3 separate regions of the Mus musculus genome follow, and regions 2 and 3 are each linked to region 1. The links are chromatin contacts, called in public promoter capture Hi-C maps. All regions are on one chromosome and are shown on one strand. Each heading gives the region's core, a stretch centred on a gene start, on an enhancer-like site or on the middle of the called end of the contact. The rest is flanking DNA. Distances are from core to core; before and after follow the strand shown. Region 1 holds the start of Fbrsl1 (fibrosin-like 1). Region 2 holds the start of Hnrnpdl (heterogeneous nuclear ribonucleoprotein D-like). Region 3 holds the start of Ptpn11 (protein tyrosine phosphatase, non-receptor type 11).

Region 1 (4,844 bases), core at 1,896-4,395:
CAGTTCCTCACCCTTTCACTGCTGGGTGACAGGAGCAGTCTCCTCTCACCTTTTTACACCAAGAGAATTGTCACAAGGACAAAAAATCTACATTTCCTAAATGCTGGAGGGAGGAACCATGGTTCTATGGATCTAAATCTGTGGTTAAGTGCCACACTGCACCCTCTCTGCAACAATCACCACCATGACATTTGGGAAAATAGCTATCCCCACAGACACAAAAGAGCCAAAGGTTGCATCCCCTACAAGGACAAAGGGAAATGAACAGAGATATCTGAGGCTGCCCTGGCACAGGGAGCTGCACAGACATTCTCAAATAAGATAATGGGACACTCTTCCATACAACTCAGAAGTCATTCACATATACTGAACTGCCTTTGGGGGGATTATGCAGACTTTGCTGACACTCAAATAGTGTCATGGCATGTGGGGATCCTAAAGTCACTGCTGAGAAGAGCTCTCCCTCTGGGCTGGAGTCCTGCTGACCCTGAGAATGTGGCAGACCATCTCCCCCGACAAGTGAGGCTGCACACACAGCAAAGGAATCAGAAGCAGGACAGTCCAGACTGTAAACTCCAGTCTGCTTGTATCTATCTCTCATCTACAGGTGGGAGTGTTCAAACCTGCTCGTAAGGTCATCTGAAAGGATAAATAAATTCACATCTGTAAAGAGACTGGCAGAGTGAACTCGTCATCACTGATACGATGAGATTATAAACTACTTGATCTCAGGGAGAAAATCCACTACAGTTTACCAGTAAATGATACCCAGCAAAACTCTTCTAGACATGATCTAGATCTGTCCAGAAACCAAGTACTTTCCAAGGCCAAACTCAGGTGAGGCTGCTCATGAAGATACCAAATTTTTATATAGGTGTAAGGAGGGGCAGGGTAATCTCTCAGAACCTGGATAAGCTGGTGAGACTGTACAAGTCAACCCTCTAGATGTGGCCTAGAAGAGGTGGGGAAAGGCCAGAGAATACAACTGGATACAACACAAGCTGACCATTTAGATACAAATGGGCTGGTCTAACAACAGTGTGATGTGACCTTAAGGCAGTAGCTCTGGACTTCCTGAAAGGCCTTTCCTCTCTTCACAAGTATTCACTCCTTAATATGTTGAGTCTTGATTGTTTCCTTCTGGGTACTGGGAACCCGCAGGCTCAATCCTCGCATTGACAAGTGTGAGGGGCAGAAGCCCAGGAATACCAGTCAAGTCTCCACAGTGTGGAAGAAGGTGAGACCAAAAACTGTGTCACAGGACCAAGCAGTACACAGGTACACAGAACACCTAAGGTGAGGCTGTAAAGCCTGAGACCCAAAAGAGGCCAAAAAAAGAAATGTGGAGAAGGCTAAACAGATGTGGAGGCTCTTTTGAGTTCTTTTTGGGCCTAGCAGACACAGGTGTGGCAAGGTAGGAAATGAGATTGCAGATCTGGAACTTCTGGTACCATGGCTGCAAAGTAGGGGCTTTAGCATACTGTCTGGCTGTGTCATTATCATCACTAAGGCAGAAACCCCGAAGCCTTCGTGTCTTCTTAGCACATCAGCACCAGACACAATACAACACACCCCACAAAATCATCTTAGTTTAGGATCTTTGGCTTGGGCCTATAACTCATCTCATATTCCCCAGAAGACACAAGGGCTGAACACAAAGTGGGACTCGGCCCTGCATGCGAATCAAACAAACCCATCTCAGGGCTACTCATAGTGGCCATCACCAACTGACCCTCAGCTCTACAGACCCGGCAGACCCCAGGGTTAGAATATGAACTTGGGGAAAACTCCATTTAGATATCCAATGACCAATTCCCCTTTCTCAAGCTTGGCCTGAAACTGGGAAATCGCAGGTATCAGTCAGGGCAAGAGTGAATAGGGTCGCAGTAATCCCTGCGACCACAGCCCAGCAGATGAGATGTGGTCCCCAAAGTTTTCACCCAGACAGAGATCTCTGCATTGCTAGGGGTTTGAAGGTTCTGCTAGTGCCCTGAAGGCCTGACCAGCATTTTCAACCACTTGAGTTCCAGAGACACAGTGACTACTCACTCACTCACTGACCATTTCTCTCACTTCCTTCTCTTCTACTAACCTGAGTTCAGGTCGGAAGGACACTTTGCTCAGCAAATACTGTGCACGACAACTCAGTCAAACACGTAGTATTCTTAGCAAATCTATTACCTATACCCATGCAATGATCACCAAGAAGGGTTTGCCAGTTGACTCCCGGTTCCCTCCAAAGAACCCTTAAGAGATCATAGGACAGGAAGAATCCCAAGTGTCCATTTTATCGTCGCTGCCTCCCCGAGGCCCAACAATGTCCAAATCCCCAGCTGGTCCCGGACGCAGCGATAACTTGGCAACAAGTAACGATCGCTGCAAAGCCCGCTTAGGTGGCGTGGTTTAAGTCCTCCCACACACCCCTCACTCCAGGTCCTCTTCCTGGCAAGGTTGCAGCGCGGGGCCAGGAGGCATACGTATGCGTTTCCTTGGTCCCGGGTCTGGCCTTCCAGCCCACCTACCTCCAGGGCCTCCAGGGTGCTGAAGCTGGCTATAGCGAAGCCGTCAATAACCTCCTCCTCCTGCGAGCTGGACTCGCGGCGACGGCGCCGCGGGGGGCGCGCAGCGCGCAGAGGCGTAGGGCGCTGAGGCGGCGCGCCGTGGAGTCCCGCGTTCTCCTTGCCAGGACTGGGCTCTGGCTCCTCACCCGACGACGGGCTCTGGGCGCGGGCGTCCCGGGCGGCTTCCCGACGCCGGCCGCGATCTCGCTGCGCGCGCGAACGCCGGCTTGGCCGGACCTTGGCCTCCATGGCGGCGCCGCGGCGGTGACCTTGGCGCCCCGCACCGCCTGCTACGCCGTGCCGCCGGGCTGCGAGGGCGCCGCGCGGGCTCGGGGCCGGGGCGGGCTCGGGACCGGGGCGGGCATGCCGGGCGCGGGCTCTCAGCACCGGACGCCGCGCGGGCTAGGACCCCGGGTCCCGCGCATCGGAGTGCGGCGGTCTCTCGGCGACCCTAGACCAGGTCCCCAGGGACACGGCCCATGGCGACCGGCGGGCAGCGGCAGAAGGCGGCGGGTGGCGGAGCTTCTGAGCACCGGGACCGTGAGGCAGACACAGTAGTGGCAGCGACCAGAGCGGATAACAACTGACGCACTTCCGCCGGGCCGGAGTGCCAGAGGAAGCGGGCGCAGCTGGGGGAGGCTGACCCGTCGACTCCGCCCCACCCTGGCCCCGCCCTGACCCCGCCCTTCCGGACTAAATGGCTCTGCGCTGAGCGGGCCCTCGCCCTTTCACGTTAAGCCCCGCCCCCGAAAGGGGGGAAGCTTTCCCTTTGCTCCGCCCCTGCAACAGGCCACACCCGTTTGCGCACAGCTCTTTAGAATTCCGACCCCCCGACCCTGTCAGATCACGCCCCATTCTTCCCGGCTCCACCTCTCTTGTCTACGCTTTCTCAGTTCCTTAAGCCCCGCCCTTGCCTTCCGGTCCTGCTCACCTGTGCAGGTCGCTGAGCCTAGTCATGGTCAGATCCCTCCTACTTCATGCCTCGCCTTGTTGACCACGCCTACTAGGCAATTAGTGCTCGCCTACAAGTACTGCCCAGCCACCTACAGCGAGTTTGTGGCGATCAGCGCCTCCCCTTCCGCCCTTCCCGTAGGAGGTGATGGGTCTATGCACCTACAGTAGCTTGGGGCAAACTGAGTGGAAGCACGTGAGAGAGAGTAGGTAGGTTGGTGCTGGGGGCTCACTGTGCTGAAGTCCTAGAGGCAGCGCGTACGTCATCGTCCACCTGCAAGCCCTCAAGCCCAGTTTCACTCTGGTCCCCATGCAAAATTAGGTAGCGCCCTGAAAACCAAACCCTCCAGTCTCAAGTAGTCTTTCCTTAGAGACCTGCCTACACTAGTCCAAGGACTTGGGGACCGCCGATAGGAAGTACAAAACTAGACAAAACCGTGAGTTTCCTCAGCAACTTCCCCAGTTGGGATGCCCTGGAGCTGGGCACGAAGTCTCAGCAATTCCTCCAGTGAGAACATTTGACATGAAGAGAAGGGAGGTGTCACAGCTTGGGCATTGGGCACTGAGTGAAAAGTGACATTGAGCCATGCCTACATCTGGGCAGCAGAGGCCCTGAAAGGAAGCAGACACGACTGAAGAATGCCCCTGGACAGGACCTCAAGTGCACATTTTCTGGCTCCTGAGATGGCCACAGGCTCTCTGCCAAGACGTCCCTTGGGGCATCTGGGAACGTGGCCTATCATCCACAAGTGTGCTCTTTCACTTAACAACACGGGGACCAACACACCTGCCAGCCTACCTGCCAGCCTTCCCTCTTCTTCCCATTCCAGATTTTATTACAAAACTACTCAGAGCTAGCATCTAACTAGCTAAAGAACCCTGTTGGAAAGACGCAGAACCAAGGCAGCTCCTCATTCCTGCTAACTGTTCTCTTTTAGACACCTCCTCCTGAGACCACCCCACTCCCAGCTTGTGGGGAGTTTCACTCTAGGTCAACCCTTTTCCACTCCAAGAACAACGACTGAGACCCGATTTTTGAAGTTTTCAACAGAAATAAAAGGTATCCTTGCTTACCAGTTATCTTAGTCAGGGTTTCTATTCCTGAACAAACATCATGACCAAGAAGCAAGTTGGGGAGGAAAGGGTTTATTCAGCTTACACTTAAATCACCAAAGGAAGTCAGGACTGGAACTCAAGCGGGTCAGAAAGCAGGAGCTGATGCAGAAGCCATGGAGGGATGTTCTTTACTGGCTTGCTCAGGCTTGCTCAGCCTGCTCTCTTATAGAACTCAAGACTACCAGTCCAGGGATGGTCCCACCCACAAGGGGCCTT
Region 2 (4,980 bases), core at 803-3,302, about 10 Mb before region 1:
CTTCTTTCATTTGTTTTTGTATCCATGGGAAGCTCAATATTTTCTATCTGAAATCAGGTGCACAGACAAAACAAACAAACCCACCAGTTAATAAAGATTATATAATGCCACAGGCTCTTCACAAACACCAGACACATCTACTGACCACCATGTTCTAAAAAGTTGTGTTTTATCTTTTTATAGTACCTTACACCCCAGAGGCCACCAATTGGTGAAACACTTTACACCTTTGGGGCTTTGGCTAAGTAAGATTAGATACTGGTTTCCACTACAACATAGAAAGCAGCAGTGAAGACGAAGCAAGAGAATTCAGTCCCATCCGGTGAAATATTAATGAACCCCCCCAGACTTGACCAAACACGAGCACAGACACACATACATACACAAACACAGCCCACCTCTCCAAAGGCTCCAAAATATTCTTTAATTTGTTCTTCTGAAGTATCTGGGCTCAATCCACCCACAAAGACCTTTTTAGGGGGTTCTTTCCCCTTTAAAGCTTTGGCCCTTTTGGGGTCTATCAATTTGCCATCCAGTTTGTGTTCTTTCAGTTCCAAAACCTGGAAGACAAGGCAGTTTGGACTTAAAAGCCTAGAGCAACTTGCAAGCAACGCAGTAGACTCAATGCAAAACACAGCCCTACCTTATCCACACTAGCAGCATCTTTGAAAAGCACAAATCCAAATCCTCTTGATCTTCCCGTGACTGGGTCTGTTTTAATTGTGCAGTCTACCACTTCCCCAAATCGAGACAAATATTCAGTCAGATCTTTCTTGCTTGTATCCCAGCTCAAGCCTCCAATAAACATTTTACTAGAAATAAAGTTATTTAAGAAAAATAAGCTTAACAGTAACTTAGTGATTAAATACAGGGCAACTTACTCTCCAGACGCAATCTGTTTTGACTACAAACACTAACATTAGACCACAAAAATCTTAACCACTTGTTCAAGCCAGCTGGCACGTTGCTTTGTACCACGCGAACTCAAAACTTAGAAAAAAAAAAAAAGCCATTAGAATCTGGTAGATGTCCTGCCCTGCTTGCTTTGGATTGCAGAGCACAACTTTTACACCGATTCCCCCGCAACTTACGTAGACTCTTGCCCACAGCCTTAAAGCCAACTTTGCTACCTAGGAAACTTTTAGTGCCAGTCGTCTACTGGTGCCCCAACCAAAAGTTTCCCAAACCTAACCCAGGAAAATTCGCGAGCGGCCAACACACACAATGAAGAGGCGGCAGCGGCAGCAGCAGCTGCAGCAAGTGGCGCACAGAACCCGGCCCCTCCCCCCTCCCGGGCCCCACGCGGCGCCTGCGCACTCGGGACACCGACGGCGCCTCTCTCCTTCCCCAACCCCTCCTCCCTTCCCCCACCCGCGGCGGGCCTCTCGAGTCACCCCATCTTACTTTCCACTAGTGGGGAAGGCTACTGGGGTCCAGCGGGCACGCGGAGAATCGACTCGGGGAAAGACTGGGGGCAGCGCGCGCGGCTCCGGAGGGACGAAGGGCGCGCGCGGGGCTCTGGGGGAGGGGAGGAGCGGAGCGTGCGGTACCCGTCATCCTGCTGGTTCTTGCTCGCGTTGATCTTGGATCCCTCTGCGAACTCCTCTATGTTGCTGTACTCATTCATGTCCTCCATGGTGGCGGAGCCGTCGGCGAGGGGGTGCTGGCGCGCAGTCCGGGTCCCGGCGGCAGCGGCGGCGGAGCGTTGTATGGAGCTAGATTTAAAATGGCGGCGGAAGAGATCCGGCCGCCGCCTGCGCCCTCCCTTTATAGCCGCCCCGCCCGCCAATCGGGAGGGCTGCTGGGCGGTGACGTGGCGCGGGCTCCGGCGCGCCCCCTGGCGGGAGGCGCTGGAAGCGAGCGAAGGGAGGAGCGGGGCGAGCTGCCGGGGAGCCCGTGGCCGCCAATGGGAGAGGCCGCGGGAGGCTAAAGTAGCGGGAGCGGAGGGGAACAATGGCGGCGGCACATGGGAGAGCCGGGGCGGGACCTCCATCGCCGCGCTCCGGATGAGGAGCGAGGTCGCGCCGCGGGGAGAGTCAGCCGTGCGGGACCGGGAATCGCGAGCGGCGCCGTGGCAGGGCCACAGTCCCTCTTGCCTTGAGAGCCGTTGGCGTCGCGCGTCCAGTTCGGCTCAGTCCCTTGCTGCGCCCTCAGTCCCCTAGTGCAGAGCTGCTGCTGCTGCTGCAGCGGCGGCCACTCCGGCAAAAGGGCGGCGTGCACCCCGCGCCGCTTGCTGAAGCTGCAGCGCGCCCGTCCGCCCGCTCGCTCGCCCGCCCTCCCGGCGCACGCGTGTTTTGTCCTCGCGCCGGCTGCAACCAGCCGAGCAGAAAGCCTGTGCGCGATGACCGCCTCCGTCCTGGCGGGGACGGCTTTTCCGCCGTCGCCTCGGGGCGGTGTCGGCTCAGGGGCCGTGGCTGCAGGATCTCTCTCTGCAGCCCGGGTTCCGTGCGTTCGTTCTCCGAGGCTGGCTGAGGCCGCGGCGGAGGGCGGGGCCTGCTCGGATGACTGAAGCTGTGCCAAGGTGCACGCGGTGGGCGGGGAAGGGGTCAGGTGCCGGGGAAGACAAGGGGCACTCACGTCCCGGGCGCGCCACTCAAGGGACTCCCGTCTGCACGAGCCCCGGGCCTCCCGCGCAGGCTCCAGCAGGCTGCGGAGGGCTGGTGCCCGCGCTCGGGCTCCAGGCTCCAGGCTTGGGTGCTCGCTTCTTTGTTCCCGCCCACGCGAGGCCTATTTTGACCGACGGGTTCGCGGCTCGCCGGCGGCCAATAGGCACGCGCTCCTTGTTTCCTCCACCCCCCCCCTTTGAATCCCGGAGCCCCGCCCCTCCGGCTGCCCACGTGGTCCGGGCCTGCGCGGCTCGCCTGCTCGTCGGGTGTAGTACCCTAGGCGGCTTCCTCTGCAACTGCGGGTCCCAGCTCTGTCTCTGAGCCCCTGGTCGTTCGCTGTCGCCAGCGCCTCGGTTGTTGCTGGGCCCTCGGGAGCTCAAGACGCGCAGGCGGTGTTGCCCTCCTTAACCAAGGCCGAGCCCGTGGTAGCATCCGGCAGGGAAATGGTCGTGGTTTCCGTGCCCGCCGAAGTCACCGTAATCCTGTTAGATATCGAAGGTACCACAACCCCGATTGCTTTCGTGAAGGTGAGGGGCGGAAGGGAGCGGGGAAGTTACTTGTGCCTAAAAGCATCTGAAAGGGAAATTTTAAGTGTTGGAGATTTTGCCTGGGAGGCTCAGGAGAGGCGGTGTGGCTTTATGTCTCTGGAATGGGGAAGAGAAGCTGCGGCGGTTTGCGGGGGTGCTTTTCCTCGCGCCACCATCTTCTCCCCTGTCCTTGCTTTCGGTTAGGTGGAGAAGGATAGGAAGAAGTGGAGATGGTCTCAGCAACGGCTTGGGGAGGGGCAGGTCAGCTGGGAGGAGTTGGGGTGATTGGAGCTCCCACGGCCTGGCAGGTAGGTGTGTCGCCCGGTGGATGAGCGTCCCCCATGTGCTGAAGGTTGCGGCCCGCAGAGGTGGTGGCCTTGACTTAGTGGTCCTTGAGGTTTAGGCCTTCCCAATGCAAAGACTAAAGTGAAAGGATTTCTAGTGGCTCTGGTATCTTGGGCAATAGCAATTGATTTTCGCACCATCTCACTTGCGCTGGTTTTGAGACTATAAGAACACACCTAAAATTCCATTCATTTTTCTTAGAAAGCCATGGTATCTTGAAGCTTTTGAGTATCTGTCGGGTTAACACAGTTTCACAGGCTTAGGACTTGACTTTCTTCCATGTAGTCAATTTATGCACTGATATTTATGATAGAATAGTTGAGGGTAGTATGGAGGGGGGGGAGTTGGAAAACCCATCGTCCAGTAAACTGCAGCCTGCTTTAAGGTCTATTTTGATTGTTTACTTGTTACAATTGTCTGATTTTTCTAGATGTAGGTCATAATGTTTGTACACAACTTTAGGTCTCCAAATATAACAGCTATTTTATTTAAGACAGGCTCTTAAATAACCTCTATAATTCAGGCTGGCCTCGAACTCCCATGTGCCACAAATCCGGCAAATCAATCTATCTTTCTTTCTTTCTTTCTTTCTTTCTTTCTTTCTTTCTTTCTTTCTCTCTTTCTTCCTAAATAAGAATTATGGTGTTTTAGATACATAGCAAAGGTTCTGGAAAAGTCTAGTTGGCCATTTTGCCAAGATTTTAATTACAGTAGAGACCAGTGGAAAAATTCAAGACTGCCTAAATGCTGATAATTGTGTCCACTTTGTTGTTCTTGTTACATAATTAACTGCTTTGTGTGTGGTGATGGGGGGAGGTGATTGTAGGTCACCAGCTCTATTCTCTCTCTGTCTGCTGTCCGCAGGGCACGGGACCTAAATGACAGCCGCGGTCAGGATATGGCCTTAAATATGTACCATTTTTGGAAAGTTGATTTGTTAAATAAGATAAGCTCATATAAGTCAGCATGGAAACTGTAATGTCTCTTCCCTCAGATGCCTGTGAGCCACTTCTTTTTTTTGTTGTTTTGTTTTGTTTTTCGAGACAGGGTTTCTCTGTGTAGCCTTGGCTGTCCTGGAACTCACTCTGTAGACCAGACTCAGAAATCCGCCTGCTTCTGCCTCCTGAGTGCTGGGATTAAAGGCATGCGCCACCATGGGACCTTGTAATAAAAATGCTCTAGTGACTTAGATTGATACCAGATTATATACACATTCAAGGCTAGCTACAAAATAATGATTTGGGAATCTCCCTTAAAGGATAGCTTTTAGCAATCAAGCATGGTGCTGCCCAGGAAGCTGGGGCAGGAGGGTTGAAGTCAGCTAGGGCAACACACTTATCTCAACAATAAGTAAATACAGGACCTGGAGGTGTGGCTCAGCAGTTACTAGCACTGGGGGCTTTTCCAGAGTACCAGGTTCAATCCCCAGCACCCACATGGTGGCTTACAACAGTCTGTAACTGAAGTTCCAGGGGATCAGATGCACTGTTTCGGTTTCCATA
Region 3 (4,719 bases), core at 393-2,892, about 11 Mb after region 1:
TGGAGTGTCTGAAGACAGCTACAGTGTACTTACATATAATAAATAAATAAATAAATAAATCTTTAAAAAAAACTTTCAATAATAAAAATCAGGACTCTCCCCGCCCCCAACGCAAAAAAAAACAAACAAACAAAAAAAAAAAAAAAAACAAAAAACAAAAAAAAAAAACAGCTCATATTTGTGTAATGCCATTAATCTAAAATCCTAAGAAAGGTAGCAACAGAACCGTGGTCGGAGGGAAAGCAGAGGACTGGTAAGACCAAGCTGAGGGAAACCTCACCAGGAGTCGTGGATATGTTCATTATCTTGACTGCTGTAATGGTCTCAAGTATACGCATAAGTCAAGGTTTAATCAAACTGTCCGCCGAATCAGGTGCAACTTATCTCAATAAAAATGTTGGTTTTTTTGTTTTGTTTTGTTTTGTTTTTTGTTTTTGTTTTTCGAGACAGGGTTTCTCTATGTAGCCCTGGCTGTCCTGGAACTCGCTTTGTAGACCAGGCTGGCCTCGAACTCAGAAATCTGCCTGCCTCTGCCTCCCAAGTGCTGGGATTAAAGGCGTGCGCCACCACGTCGGGCTTAAAGCTGATTTTAAAACTAAACAAGTCCTTATAGTGTGATCCGGCCTGTAACCCCAGCGCTAAAGGGGTTGAGATAAAGGGGAAATGTACACTGGATGCTAACCTGGGCAACACAGTGAGAGACTTGCACCTCTTACCAGGTAACATGCCACAATGTACTTCATCCTGAAAACTCAATTTGGTCATGTTTAGGAAAGGGATTCCACCACCCACCTCGTACCACTGCGGTACGCGTTAAGCTGGCTTCTAGTAAGAGCAAAGTCAATGTCACTAATGGAGTCTCGTTACCCTGAAGTGGAAACTCACTCATTCGCCTCCAATCTAAGCTTCAAATCCTGTCCTGTGACGAGCACGTTATTCCCGAGCCTCAGTTTCCACATTCGTCAAACAGAGGGGACAATCCCACGGCCAGATACGGTTCCCTTTCCTCCCACCTTTCAAAGCAAAGATCACAGTGGGGAGGGAACACTCCCAGCCGCTGCAGAGAGCTTCAGTTTTCCCACTTCTGGCACTTGGGGGCGAGGGCGAAGACGCAAAAAGGGGGCACCTGAAAGGGTCCTGTGTGAAGGCCCCGCGGTGGCCCGGGCGCCTCCCCGAGCGCGCGGGGTTATTTCGGAATCCCCAGGAGGCGACGCTCATGAGGCAATGGGTCAGGAATGCGGCGGCCGGCCGGGGCCGCGGGTGTCCCCACGGGCATCCCGGGCCGCGGGAGCAGGAACTCGGGGCGGCAGGAAATGAATGGGGACCCGCGGGCGGGGCGGCGGGGAAGCCAAGCCGACGGGGAGTCCCCGGTGTGACCCCCGGCGGCCCGCGCAGTCCAGAGGCAGCGGGGACCCAGGCCGCGGCCCGGCCCCTGCGGGCGGCTCACCTCCGCGATGTCATGTTCCTCCCGTCTCCGGCTCCGCACGGACCCGCTGCTCGCTCAGGCTCCGCGGGGTACCGTCACATGGAGGGGGCCCGAGCGAGGCCCCGCTCCGGAGCCGACACGGGTGCGGGCAGAGCCGGCCGGCCGCGCGCGCACAACCCCCTGCCAGGCCTGGATCCCGGACACTGCGCGGCCGCCCCGCCGCCCGGCTCGCTCCGCCCTCGCCCGCGCCCCCGCCCCTGGCCGCCGGCGCCTGCGTGACGTCATCGCGCGCCGCCGCCACGGCCACTATCTGCTTCCGGTTTGCGGGGCCCTGAGCAGTGCTAGGGAGTTTGGTGTGGGATTCCTCCTCTGAATCGGTGCGGCTACACCCGTGAACGCCTGGACGATTCTTCTAAACGGGGACGTCGCACATAGGTGCGAGGACACAATACACAATATGCATCCAGGGCGGCTGCACACGGGAAAAGAAGCAAACAAATAAGGGAGGGGGAACACGAGTTCGATTCCCAACACCTACCTGTATGGGGCAGCCCACAACCTTCTGTAAATTTGGTTCTACCGGATCCGCCGTTCTCTTCTTGTGGCTCCTCGGGCACTGCACTCACGGGCACATATCCATACACATAATGTTTTATGATTTACTCCTTTTGCCCGGCAAGGTGGCGTACGCCTTTAATTCCAGCACTAGGTAGGCAATAGCAAGTGGATCACTGTGAAATCGAGGCCAGCCTGGTCTGTATAGTGAGTTCCAGGACATCTAAGTAGGGAGACCCTGTCAAAAAGAAATATATATTACTTTTTTTTTTTTTTTTTTTGGTTTTATGAGACGGTTTCTCTGTGTAGCCCTGGCTGTCCTGGAACTCACTCTGTAGACCAGGCTGGCCTCAAACTCAGAAATCTGCCTGCCTCTGCCTCCCGAGTGCTAGGATTAAAGGCATGCGCCACCACGCCCGGCTAGAAATATATATGTATATATATATATATTACTTTGTATTTTTTAATGTTTAGTGTATTAGTGGTTGCCTTGCATGTAAGTATGTGTGTAACTGCATGAGTGCCTAGAGCCCAAGATCTGAAAAGAACAACAGTTCCTGGAACTGGAGTTACAGGCAGTTGTAAGCTGTCATGTGGGTGCTGGAAACAAAACTTAAGACCTCTGAAAAAGCACTCAGTATTCTTAACTGCTGAGCCATCTCACCAGCCTCTCCCGTTGAATATTTTTTGTTTTGTTTGTTTATGAGAAAAGAGACAACCTATGTACCACGGCCATACTTTTACAACTTGAACTAAAATTAACACAAATGTTTTTTGCAGTTTCACCCATACCGGGATTAGCAATCCTAACAAGTGATCCTTTTTCTAAATTAAGAAATCTGACCTTTTCACTTCAAAGAAACACTTCATAACTTCTCCTTCCAAATGTCCAAATTGTTAGTACCAGTACGCTGCTACGGGGGTTGGGGAGGGGGACTTTGTTAGATGAATGTGGCTTTCTTGAACAGCTCCATCTTAATGAAGTGTAAAGTTATGAAACTGATGAACTAGAAGCTACATAGATGGATCAGCAGATAAGAGAGTTAGCTGCCCAAAAGTCAGGCAGTGGTAGTGCATGCCTTTAATCCCAGCACTTGGGAGGCAGAAGCAAGTGGATCTCTGAGTTCGAGGCCAGCCTGGTCTACAGAGTGAGTTCCAGGACAGTCAGGGCTATACAGAGAAACCCTGTCTCAGAGAGAGAGAGAGAGAGAGATTGAGAGAGAGAGAGAGAAATAGTTGCTCCTCAGAGGACTAGGTTTCAATTCCCAGCACCAACCTGGCTACTTATAACTAACTATCTTATCTCCAGCTCCAAAGGACCAGACACCCTCTTCTAGCCCAGTGAGCACCTGCATGCACCCACACACAGATTTTTTAAATTAAATTGGTGAACTATTTCTGAAACTTTCCAATTTCATGGCTTCAGACTGCAGTTGGCTGTGGATAACAGGGAAGGCAAAACTCTGGAAAGCAAAAGGAACTAACAACATGATCATTTTTTATTATTTTATTTTGTTTTTTCCAGCCAGAGTCTTACTATGTAGTTCTGGCTGGCCCTGGAACTCACTAAATAGACCAGGCTGGCCTCAAACTCAGAGGTCCACCTGCCTCTGCCTCCTGAGTGCTGGGATTAAAGGTGTTGGCTATCATGCCTGGCTATGACCATTTCTTTAATTTCATTTATTATTATTACTGGGAGGAGGGGCATGGAGCAAGTACATGCCTCAGAATGTGTGTGTGGAAGTCAGGGAACACCTTTAGAGTCAGTCCCAGGGATCTAACTCAGGTCAACAGTCCTGTACTGATAACACCTTGACCTATTGCGGTATCTTGTTGCCCTCATATGACCATTTTAAGTTTTAGATAGCATGGGCTTCACTGAAATGTCAGATGAACCCTTGTCTGTAAAAGACCAATATGCAGGGATAATTTAGAAGATATAAATTCAAAAAAAAAAAAAGAAAGAAAGAAAGAAAGAAAGAAAGAAAGAAAGAAAGAAAGAGGCTACTGCAAAGATCCTAAAGCAGGGGTCATCGCCTGTACTTGGAAAACTGTGAAAAGGTCTCTGTGTAACGTGGAAAGACAAGGAAGGAACACAAAGAGCTGAGCTTAGAAAAGGGGAGAGTCAGGCGCCGTAGCACACACCTTTAATCCCAGTACAGGCAGAGGCAGCTGGGTCTCTGAGTCCATAGGCCATTCTGGTCTATTGAGCAAGTTCCAGTACAGCTAGGGCTATATAGAGGGACTGTCACAAAGAAATGAAACAAACCAAAACAGGAAGAAGGGGAGGTAGAAATGAGACTGGAAAAGGAGGCAGAGAAAAAAGCCAGGCAGTGATGGCCCACACGCCTTTAATCCTAGCACTTGGGAGGCAGAGGCAGGCAGATCACTGTGAGATCGAGGCCAGCCTGGTCTACAGAGTGAGTTCCAGGACAGCCAGGGCTACACAGAGAAACCCTGTCTCGAGGAGAAAAAAAAAAAAAAAAGAAGAAGGCAGTGGCAAGAGGAGCTCTGTGAGTTTAAGGCCAGCTTAGTCTATCTACAAGGTGAGCTCTAGGCAGCCAGTACTACATAGAAAGACCCTGTCTTAAAAAGATAAATTAGACCTCTCCTCCACCTTCATCAGACTCCTGAACCATGCAGACAGGATCAAGTTGTCCTCTGAGAGGCTCCACCCAGCAGCTGACTCAGACAGATACAGACACCCATAGCCAAATAGTGGATGGAGCTTAGGGACT

What was found. Promoter capture Hi-C pulls out the DNA fragments that hold promoters and counts their contacts.
Region 2: a promoter capture Hi-C map of pre-B cells shows a contact between it and region 1. The contact joins the promoter of Hnrnpdl here to the promoter of Fbrsl1 in region 1.
Region 3: a contact with region 1 is called in a promoter capture Hi-C map of cranial neural crest. The contact joins the promoter of Ptpn11 here to the promoter of Fbrsl1 in region 1.

The regions. Positions count from the first base shown.
Region 1 is chr5:110,445,358-110,450,201 of GRCm38.p6, forward strand. It overlaps Fbrsl1 (fibrosin-like 1), which reads right to left and starts at 3,146. Exons shown (of 19, transcript NM_001142642.1): 1 at 2,523-3,146. The coding sequence starts at 2,810.
Region 2 is chr5:100,037,170-100,042,149 of GRCm38.p6, forward strand. Hnrnpdl (heterogeneous nuclear ribonucleoprotein D-like) reads right to left here and starts at 2,053. Exons shown (of 8, transcript NM_016690.4): 1 at 1,551-2,053; 2 at 644-812; 3 at 399-560; 4 at 1-47. The coding sequence starts at 1,993. Enoph1 (enolase-phosphatase 1) reads left to right here and starts at 2,825. Exons shown (of 6, transcript NM_026421.3): 1 at 2,825-3,133. The coding sequence starts at 3,050.
Region 3 is chr5:121,189,755-121,194,473 of GRCm38.p6, forward strand. Ptpn11 (protein tyrosine phosphatase, non-receptor type 11) reads right to left here and starts at 1,643. Exons shown (of 16, transcript NM_001109992.1): 1 at 1,448-1,643. The coding sequence starts at 1,461.